3 separate regions of the Mus musculus genome follow, and all the other regions are linked to region 3. Evidence: chromatin contacts called from public HiChIP or PLAC-seq and promoter capture Hi-C data. All regions are on one chromosome and are shown on one strand. Each heading gives the region's core, a stretch centred on a gene start, on an enhancer-like site or on the middle of the called end of the contact. The rest is flanking DNA. Distances are from core to core; before and after follow the strand shown. Region 1 holds the start of Pomc (pro-opiomelanocortin-alpha). Region 2 overlaps Fam228a (family with sequence similarity 228, member A). Region 3 holds the start of Cenpo (centromere protein O).

Region 1 (3,178 bases), core at 200-2,699, 280 kb after region 3:
AATAGCATGAAAACATATTAGTAAAGAAAAGTAAGATCATGCAAGTCCTCTCACTAAGTTTCCATTGTCCTGAAAGTTGTGTGACCATCTTTGAAGGAGCCACAGTTGAGATTTCAGGCCTTCAAAATTGTGCCTTCTCTTCCTAGCCCACCCACTGTGTGCTGAAATTCTTATGCCCCACTCCTAGAGCATTTTATTTGTATTTCTCCCTTTTCTTACAATGAAACAAATGTCTTATTTGTGCCTCTTTTTTTTTTTAATCAAAAGTATTGAGGGAAATGTCAAATGCTGTGCTTTTCATAGATAGGAGAGTGTCAGGTTCCAGTCATTAACATCTCTGGAAGACAGAAGGTTGTGGTTTATTCATTTTGACAGAACTGCGCTTATTAGGGCCCCAGAAAAGTCTCTGAACTCAGTAGAGCTTATATGTTCTGCTCTCAGAGTGACTGCGACAAGCTGTGTATAAATCTGAGAGGCACAGAGATGCGGCTTCATCCATACACAGTGCGTTTGCTTCAACTTCTATAAGACCCAAAGGAAACAATCTGCACTTACTTTATACATTGACAAACTTCTTTTCATTTTACTTAACTCCTTCCAGCCATTCTGTGAAAGCTTCCCATGATTTATACATGGAAAACTTGAGGGAATCTTTCTCTCCATTTGAAATGTCCTTTACCTGAGTATGGGTCCTTACAAATTGCTGCAACGCCCCCACAGTTTTATAAAGGCTTCCGAAAGTAGACGGAGTATTTCAGAACCTTGGACAGTTCCCTCCCACACCCTGTTTTTAAATCTGAGCTGGATCTTGAAGACAAGAACCTACTTACCGTCCTGTCCTATAACCCACGTAATTATCACAATGCAACCACCCCAGATCTGCTAAGATGCGCAGAGAAACGAGGGTTTGGACGTCTACAGCAACAACAAATGAACTCCACCATTAGGAGTTTATTGTGACTCGGCTTTCTCTCCCGCTATCTTTCCAACATGTTCAGTCTCCTGCCTTAAAGAAGATATACAAGTCCAAACAATCGGAAGGAGAAGCCTAAAGGGGAACTCTCCCAAAATCTCCCCAGGGGCCAGTCGGAGTCTAAGACAATCCTAAGCCTCCCAACACTTCATTCCTCCATGCGGACTCTGGGACCATCCCCAGATGGAGTCGCCAAACCACCTGCTCTCTGGAGCAGTCTGTCAACCCATCATCCGGGCTCAGCTCTCTCCCATCTCAGAAGTTTGAGAAGAGGTCAGGTCCGCTACAAACCAGAACGCCAGTCTGCTGAGGATCCCAAGGTCCGGGGTCAGAGCTCAGAGTAAGGGAGCTGTCCAGAGCTGAGACACCCTTACCTGTCGCGGAAAGGCAGCTCTCTGGGGACAAAGATGTTCAGTGGCCTCTCTTAGTCACTGCTCTTAACCTCTTTTCTCTTCCGTCGCCTCCCGTTTGGTCCCTGTCGCTCTTCTCTCTTCTTTTATACTTGCAGGGTTGGGTGGGTGAGCCTTGGACGTGACCTTCCTGGCAGCGCTTCTGCAGCGAAGGGGGGCGGCGGGCCTCGGGAGGGGGGCTTCCCGGTCCTGGCTGAGCGCAAGGCACATCTGCCTGGAAAGCGCGGAGGCTGGCGTTAGCACAGACCCGCTGAAGCGCACACCTGGCGCTGGTGGTTAGGAAGAACTTAATTAAGAATGGTGTTGAATCTCCACTTAGAACTGGACAGAGGCTTAGCGTCCCTGTGCGAGGCAGGCCTAGTTCTGAGATCTTGCAGATCGGAGTGGAATTACCTATGTGCGTCCATCTGCCTTCCTGGCATTTGGAGGTAAATATCACTAATGAGGAAGGGGATTTGTTATGTCGCAGATTTCCCCAATGATGGGAAAGTGTGATATCTTGTGAAACCAAAATCTCAGTTCCGTTTTGAGAAGGGAGACAACAGAGGCTGTCAAGAGTCACGGCCGCCCAAGGCAGGCTACCTTTTGGAGTGGGGTGTGTGCCTGCCTTGATTCCCCAATACTTATTTCAAGACAGGTGTCCTTCTGTGCCCAAACTCTAAGGGCAAGGTCATGCCAGCCTCAGACTATTAACCAAGAGGTGCAGCGCTCTGTGGTGGGCAATGGAAATGGAAGCCATCCCGGGGCTGAGCTGGCAGAATGGTCTGGGTGGGGATTGTCTGACAGCCCTCACCATGTGGCCAGGCCCAGGCATTCTGGCTTAGCTGTGAACTCACAGGCCAAAACAGAAGGAAGAACAGACCTGCAGTGGCATCTACCTGAGCCAGCACAAAGAGCAAAACTTGTGAAGAGAGCTGTGGCTGGCAGCAGGACCAGGCCTGTACCAGACCAGTCGGGGTGCCTGCCTAATCTACCAGCTGAAGGAACTTCACTCCCCAGTTAGACGCTGTTTGCTTGTCTATTTGCTTTGTTTTGTTTGGGGGATTCCAGGGCTCCTTTGAGAGTTCAGCTTTTCTGATTGGCATCCAAAAATCTTTTCCTTTTGTGCCATGAGAGAACACACCAAGCTCCCAAACAAGAGCAAGGAGTGTGTCACCTGGCTGTGGCCTCTTTCCGGAGTGACTTCCTGCTGTCCATCTTGTATCCTGGGTGTCACATACTCCCAACACTCATACTCCATGAGCACTACTTTCTGCCTCTACTTCCCTGAGTGTTTCCCGGAAGCTTAGCACCCTCTGTCCCTCCAGTGAGGTTACTCCCCATCATCTCCCAGTTCATATTAAGCCCCCTTTGGCTATTATTTCTGCCAGGAGCCTGAGAAATGATCTGTGTTCGGCAGGGAACCCCATTCTTGTCTCATCTGTATATGTAGCTTATTATACTTGAACTAATACACTTCTGTCTTCAACCTCCCATCCACCTCTGCCCTCACCGACATCAGGCTCACCAGCTCTCTAATTGTGGTGATTTTGTCTTTGTTTTCCTTTGCTTTATTGTTCTGTCTTTAGGGGGCTGCTTGCTACTGGCAGCCTCAAAGTCAAATCAAGGTAAGTTTGGGTTGGCCCATCATCTGGGCTCCTAATTATATATAGAAGAACTTGCTTTGGCCAATATGAACTGAAAAGCTTGAAAAGTTATTAAACAACATTAGGAAACACTGGTTGGGCTATAGGATGTAAAGGGGGAGGGCAGGAGACAGGGTGGCTGGACCCACGGCCAAAATCAGTAAAGAGAA
Region 2 (3,442 bases), core at 887-3,386, 490 kb before region 3:
AACTCTTTTCCACAGCTGATGTTAGCCTTTGTGAAAAGTCAGGGAAGGTTTCTTGTGGACCTTGCATGACTTGAGTAAATGGTTCAAGTCTTTTCCCTGATTCTGCAACTTTGTCCCAGGCCTTTAAGGCTGACAACCGACACAATGCCAGAGTTTCTTCATCAGATACAGCCTGCACCTCAGCAAAGCAGCCTTCACCAAACAGCTGATCTTCGGAAATCTCTCTACTCCTGGATCTATTTCATGTTATCCTCCTCGCCTCTTCTCCCCACCATGCAAACGATTGTAAATGATGCAGGTTCTAGTATTGCTTTTGCAATATCCTTCCAGTCTTGGGGGATTACTCTATTTTTAATAGACCAAGAAGTCAGAATTTGTTTTACAAATGGAGAATGCATTCCAAAATTAGTGACACTTTCCTTAAATTTCCTCATCTAACACATCCACGAGTTGCCATTCGAATTCCTAATAACCCTGTGGATGATCATCATCTGGAAGTCTTGGTTGTATACTAACCGGATAAGCTAAAGTTTGTTTTCTAATAACCGTTTGTTGGTTTTCTCTAATTTTATCTTCTCTCTGAGAATTTTCCTTAACTGAGATTTTAAAATTCTCCCCTTAAGGTTTGTGTCCATGCTTCATATCTCTCTTTTTGCCGCTCCTCCCATTCTTTGAGTTCCTGTATTCTTTGCTCAAGGTTCTGCCTCCACATTTTAATTTTTTCTTTATTTTGTTATCCATTTTATTTTTGATTGATTAATTTTAAAAGGTTATTCTCCAAGTCTTGCTTCCAATTCTCATTATTTTCTCTCTGCTGCTCAGTCTGATCTGTGAGCTGTTGTCCTTTGTTCTAGCATCTTTTCTAGCTAGAACATTTTCATCTATCTGTCTCTTATTCTGATCTATAATTTCCTGTGTCTTCAACTCTAGTGTTTCCTCTAGGCCAGGTTGCCAAGTCTTAAATTTTTCTTTCTGTTGTTCATTTTGCTCTATAATTACCTGTATCTTCTGTTCTAGGCCCTCCTTCCACAATCTTAGCTTCTCTTTATGTTGTAATTCTGATATGGTGGCATCTGCCTTATGTTGATTTAGTAAATTATCCTCTAGACTTTGCTTCCAAATTTTATCTCTGTCTCCTTGCTGTTCAATTTGATGTGTGAATTGTTGAATCCTTTTTTCTAGTGTCTCTTCCAGCTCCTGTGGCCAACCTTTATTTTCTTCTTTCTGTTGCTTATCTTGACCTATAAAATCCAGAACCTTTAGTTCTAGTGTTCCCTGTAATCTTTTTATCTAGGTCCCTGTCCTTTGAGAAGACATAGTAGATCAAGAGGATAAATAGTTCAATAAATGACAAGGTGTCTATTTCCTTTAAATCCATCCCTGTCAAACCATTTAGAATATCATCCCTTAAAGCCCAAAAGGTATTTACTGTGTTTCTTATCTGTAACTATCGATGTATGATGCTTATTACCTCATCCAGAGCCCTTTGTACCTTTGTCTCCCTCTGTGTTCAATTCAGAGTCTGGCTGTCCATGTCCTTTGTAGATGCCGGGGATACGGGGAAGCAAACACAGAAAGGCTCTCTCAGGCGGGTGTAGATGCCCCAATCAGTTCACTGTGTCTGCCCAAGTCCAGTTCCAGGATGCAGTGCTGCCCCTGGTGGCAGCTGTCTACCTGGGGCTTGGGGAGAGAGCCTCTCTGCAGTTCTCTGTAGGCCCCTCAGACCCAGTCAGCTTTCAATCTACACACTGCTGCAGCCTAGATGGCTGCCCCAGCCTTGTATTAGGGGGGAGGGGGAGGGGCAGTGATCTTTTATCTCAGATTAGTTGAGTTCTAATCGACGCCATTTTGTTTCGGTAAATCTCCAACCTCAGTACTCCCAAGCAAGGAAAATGCAACTCAGTAGTATATTTATAAACTGCACATCCATATTGGGCAGATATGCCTCTACACCACTTTCCTTCCCATCTATGAAATCCCTGCTACTTGCAGTTTCTCCAGGCCATGCGCTTCTGCCCCATCTTCCTTCCAGCTCTCCCCTTCTGTCTTTGCAGACTCCTCAAACTCCTCCTCGGCTCTTCTTGTCTTGCCCGGGAAAACCCGCCTCCTCATTTTCTGCCCAGTGATTGGCTATTTTTCATCTTTCTCAGCCAATCAGATAATTAAGGGAAATTCCTCTACAGTACCGCCCCTCAACAAGCCGACCTAGAGAGTTGGGTGTTGTGGTAATTTCTTACCCTAATAAGCCCGTATAAAGAACATATAATCTAATTATTATATTTATAAGCTATACGTCTAGATCAGGCAGATCTATCACTATATTGATTTATTCCCCAGCTACGAGATCCCTCGTTTGTGTTTTGTCCAGGCCATGTGATTCTGTTCTATCTTCTTTCCTCCTCCTCTTCCTCTGTTCTCTGAGACTCCCTGTCCCACCTTTCCCCTCCACTGCCCGATCATAGGCCCTAGCCTTAATGTGACCGGTCAGAATGGGGGGAAGGGTCAGTGATGTCACCTGAGGGCATGATCTACTCCTGGGGCAGCTCCTCTTGAGGAAGTGGAATTAACATCAAATACAAACAGCAGCAGGGCAACCCACACCAGCAGGGCTGTGTCCTGTTTATCTTGATGTTTTCAGTGGCTAGAGGACAATGAACAAATTCTTATGAGATAGATAAGGGGGTGGGAAAGAGAAGGGTTATCTCCTCAGTAGGGATAGGCCGCGTCTCTCTGAGAGGACAAATCTTCTGGAGGGTGCCTCGTTTAACAAAGGAAAGAACTTGAGAGTGATTCACTAGACTAACCAGGAGCAGTGGATTGCAAAAAGCAGAATCTGTCTCAAGTGAAAAAGTGGAGAAGGCCCCTTATCTAATCATCGAGAAAGCCCAGCAGCTTGAGGACCGCGGCCCCTGTCCTCTCCTCCAGAGACCTTGCTTCTTACTGTCGCTTCTCCTTAACAAACGGCTTAGTTTCTGTTCTCTGCTTTGTGTATGTGCTGCCGGTGAATTGTGCATTCTCCCTAGCTTCCTGGTCTAAGGACCTACAGGCTGCCTGGTGGCATCTCTGTTCAAGCGTGGTCTCAGGATTGATGCGCCTCCTCAGCTGGAGAAAGGCGTGACTCACCTGTGGCACTTGACAGTTTGGAAGGATAAAGTTTGAAATCAAGTAGCTTCAATTGCTTTGGGCCTCTGATAGGGCAGCACAGTGCAGCAGGAGTTTCTGTAGGGTTAGACTGCTCAGGAAACAGGGAGAAAGGGGAAGGAAGAGAACAGAGTTCCACAGTCCCTTCACCCTCAGACTTCAGCAACTCTACTCTAACCTCATCCTTAAGGTCCACAGCATTCCCATGTGAACCGTTAGGGAACATTATCCTTAGCAGAGCAGATGGCCAGGCACCAGCGATGTCTAGCCAGACCTTTCTTTTCACAAAATGAATAGCATA
Region 3 (3,197 bases), core at 402-2,901:
TTCTTCCCATCAAGTGAGTCCAGGGATAGAACTAGGGTTGTCAGACTTGGTGGCATATGCCTTTACCCAATGAGCCATCTCACCAACCCTTTTCATCTACCCTATTATATGCTTTTTGGTCAGCAGAATAGGATCTAAGGCCAACAGGATCTTGACCTGGATACAAATACAACTTTTTTAAATTCCAGGAGATCTAGGAGAAGGCTTTCTGGTAAAGAATATCATATGGTCCTAACCCTTAAGAGTTAGTCCAGGAGCTGAGGAGATGCTCCGTGTCCAGAGGACCAGAGTTCAGTTCCTAGAACCCACAGTGGGATGTTCTCACTGCCTATAACTGCAGAAGAGCCTACATCCTACTCTGTCCTCCCATGTGCATACGTCCCACAGACACACACACCTACACGTCTGCACCCATGTGCATACGTCCCACAGACACACACACCTACACGTCTGCACCCATGTGCATATGTCCCACAGACACACACACCTACACAGAATTTAAGTAGATCTTTAAAAAAGGGTTAATCAAATGCGTATGTAAATCACCAAGATGGGAAAGGACCCCTCAGAAAGTTGAACACAGATGTAGGTTGGCACGTTGGTCCCTTTGGCCATTGTTCCTCCACTCTCACCCCTTTGCCAGTGTTTTCCTGGATAAAGATTTCTCTAGAGAAGCAGGTGCTATGTAAATGTCAGTTAGGAGACTTGAGACTCAGAGCTTCTGAAAAACATACTCCTTTTCCCCACTCACTGAGCATTTCTCCTTTTAAATAAACAGCCTCTATTTCTTACTAACAATATTAAGGCAGTGCTAATTTTAGGCCCAGCTTTTTTCTTTTTCTTTCTTTTTTTTTTTTTTTTTTTTTTTTTTTTTGAGACAGGGTTTCTCTGTATAGCCCTGGCTGTTCTGGAACTCACTTTGTAGCCCAGGCTGGCCTCGAACTCAGAAATCTGCCTGCCTCTGCCTCCCAAGTGCTGGGATTAAAGGCGTGCGCCACCTCGCCCGGCTAGGCCCAGTTTTAAAAGGCAGATTGGTGCACAGGCATAAGCGCCACGCTTTCCCCAGCTTCGTTCCCAGGGATCTAAGGGACACTGGAACAACCAATTTCTGGTGAACGCTGTGATAGCAGGGTCTGCGTCGGTTCTTCACAGTCATGCTCTGCCAAAGGGAAGGTTCACTGCGTAGCGCAGACCATTCCCAAACTCTTAGTGATCCCTCCTACAATCATGCCACACGTACTTCCGGAAGCTAAGGGTTGGGCCCAAGAGCAGATCTACTTCCGGCCTCGGCACCCCACCCCCGTTTAGGGTCCCTCCGGATACTCCCCACGCCTCACCTCGAGAACCACCTTGCGCATGCGCCCCAGCTCCCGGAGATAAGCTGCCGTGTGCGGATGGTCTCGATGAAGGTGCAAGGCTGCTGTGGCGGCGTGACAAGCCTGCGCTACCAGTGCGCCGGTGGGCCAGGAAAAGGGAGCCTGAGATAGATCCTTTCGTAATACTAAGTACTGTACAAGGATCTGTGGCTCCACCCCAGAGCATGCCATCTTCCTGATCATCAGACTGGCCGGACGTACCTTGCGGTGCATGCTGGGATTAGTGTGGAGCTGCTGGGCGCCACCATGTTCGTGTACGGCGGAAGCACAAAGCACTCTGGGATCAGTGGGTTACGTTGTTACTTCAGTTGCTCTCGGCGGGAATTCTTAAACTGCATCCTGAGTGAGGGAGCTTTGGCGAGAAAGCAAGACCCAGTGGTAGACAGATTAGCATTACTGTACAGCTTCTTTGGGTGTTCGAGGAAGCCCGGCTGGACCATAGTGGCCACGGCGGTGAGGTAGGCGTGGACAGGGCTGACCAGTCCAAGGTAAGGGACGCCAGCGGGGACACTTTGCTTATCCCGGGACTGTCAGGCAATAGTGGCAATAGATTGGTGATTGCGTGTCTTTTACTATTTACAGTTAAGGACGTTCGGGTCCATGTTAACCCTGCCTTGTACGTCCAGCATCGTAAGAAAAAACACTTGAGAACCCGAAGAGGAGATGGAGTCTGCAAATACTTTGTGTCCAGGCAGGAAGTGCAAAGGAGGTATTCAAAGGGGTTTGGCTTTCTCTGTACCACAGTGTTTCCAGACTTTATTGCAAAGGAAGGGACACTGTAAGGCAGTAACTTTGGCGATTAGATATGGATTTGATTCAGGGCTCTATCTTAGGAAATTTTGTGGCTTGGACACATTATAGTTCTGCCTCATTTTCTTTCTCCTTTAAACAAAACTTAATGTGAAAGCATCATGTGGGTTGAAATTGTTACTAAAAACTAAAAGTTTGATGACTTAATTGTTAAAAATATGTTGCAATCAAGTATAATCCATACCCTAGAACTAAATTACTATGTAATCCCAAATTTGCCAGTAACTTGCCCTTCTGTGTGTCAGCACACCTGGCTAAACAAGTGACGAGTGAAAGTTTGTGAATAATCATCAAACTTCGACAGGTCAATTATTCTCCAGTTCCCTTGTCATCTCCAATCCAAAAGATTGAAACATTTAGTTATGATTATGTTGGTTTTCTCTCTCTGCTTGGCAATTACCACTGCTTATCGTGTGAACTTGGAGAGGAACTAAATACAGCAGAGAGAAGGAACTGCTGTGCTCAGGCTCCAGAGGAAATAAAAGAAGTCAGGAGTCAGTAACGGGAAGAAAAGCAAGTGAAGGGCCAACATGCTGCCTACTGTGGCTCTCTCTTGATCTTATGCAAGTTGGTTTGTTTGTTTTTTAAAGGAGCTATACACTAGTAATTTGATGTCTAGCCTTGGCTGGATAGATGAATGAGCCAGGTCTGGGCTGTCCCAAGACAAATGAAGAAAGGATTTTTGTGAATGTATATTCTTGTGAACCCTGCAAAGTAAATATTGGATCTGCTTAAGGAAACTAGTTACATGAGGTGAAGCATTGGACTTCTCTAGGGAGGTTTCATCTGGGTTGTGGGAAAGCATGGAGAATCGGCCTTTCCCACCATAGATTTGTGCTTCTGTGATAAGCAGGCTTAGATGAAATGCTGCTGCCCACAAAGCAAGCAGTAGACAAATCAGGAGTCTCTTGTTCTTTTCAAGTGAGCGTACTAATTAGTGGGTGTTTTTACACCAGTGGCCAGCAGAGAGGTTAATGGTCTCTGGTTTGGTTATTTGGGCCTATGGCTTTA

The links. Promoter capture Hi-C pulls out the DNA fragments that hold promoters and counts their contacts. HiChIP or PLAC-seq counts read pairs in DNA pulled down with a chosen protein or histone mark.
Region 1: a promoter capture Hi-C map of pre-B cells shows a contact between it and region 3. The contact joins the promoter of Pomc here to the promoter of Cenpo in region 3. A contact is called at or near these places in 11 of 39 promoter capture datasets (the 3T3-L1 cell line, cranial neural crest, embryonic stem cells and 8 more), 1 of 484 Hi-C or Micro-C datasets (embryonic stem cells), 5 of 115 datasets of contacts at active chromatin or transcription factors (bone marrow-derived macrophages, embryonic stem cells, extraembryonic endoderm stem cells and 2 more) and 2 of 9 other capture datasets (adipose tissue and pancreatic islet).
Region 2: a contact with region 3 is called in an H3K27ac HiChIP or PLAC-seq map of extraembryonic endoderm stem cells, with 5 times the contacts expected there. The contact joins the enhancer-like site here to the promoter of Cenpo in region 3. A contact is called at or near these places in 1 of 484 Hi-C or Micro-C datasets (the G1E-ER4 cell line), 4 of 115 datasets of contacts at active chromatin or transcription factors (bone marrow-derived macrophages, extraembryonic endoderm stem cells, hepatocytes and 1 more) and 1 of 9 other capture datasets (liver).

Annotation. Positions count from the first base shown.
Region 1 is chr12:3,953,216-3,956,393 of GRCm38.p6, reverse strand. It overlaps Pomc (pro-opiomelanocortin-alpha), which reads right to left and starts at 1,449. Exons shown (of 3, transcript NM_001278584.1): 1 at 1,348-1,449. RefSeq lists a cis regulatory region at 1,616-1,627 and promoters at 1,362-1,873, 1,475-1,947.
Region 2 is chr12:4,718,780-4,722,221 of GRCm38.p6, reverse strand. All of the region lies in intron 6 of Fam228a (family with sequence similarity 228, member A), which reads left to right. Among named protein-coding and RNA genes, the nearest start is that of Fam228a, 18 kb to the left of the region's middle. Within about 2 kb of position 2,136, at least 39 of the 459 cell types and tissues checked have an H3K27ac peak or open chromatin away from gene starts, as enhancers often do. A contact at or near this core is called in the G1E-ER4 cell line and extraembryonic endoderm stem cells, where this site is marked.
Region 3 is chr12:4,232,419-4,235,615 of GRCm38.p6, reverse strand. It overlaps Cenpo (centromere protein O), which reads left to right and starts at 1,651. Exons shown (of 7, transcript NM_134046.6): 1 at 1,651-1,864; 2 at 1,959-2,085. The coding sequence starts at 2,040. It overlaps Ptrhd1 (peptidyl-tRNA hydrolase domain containing 1), which reads right to left and starts at 1,603. Exons shown (of 2, transcript NM_001204912.2): 1 at 1,338-1,603. The coding sequence starts at 1,589.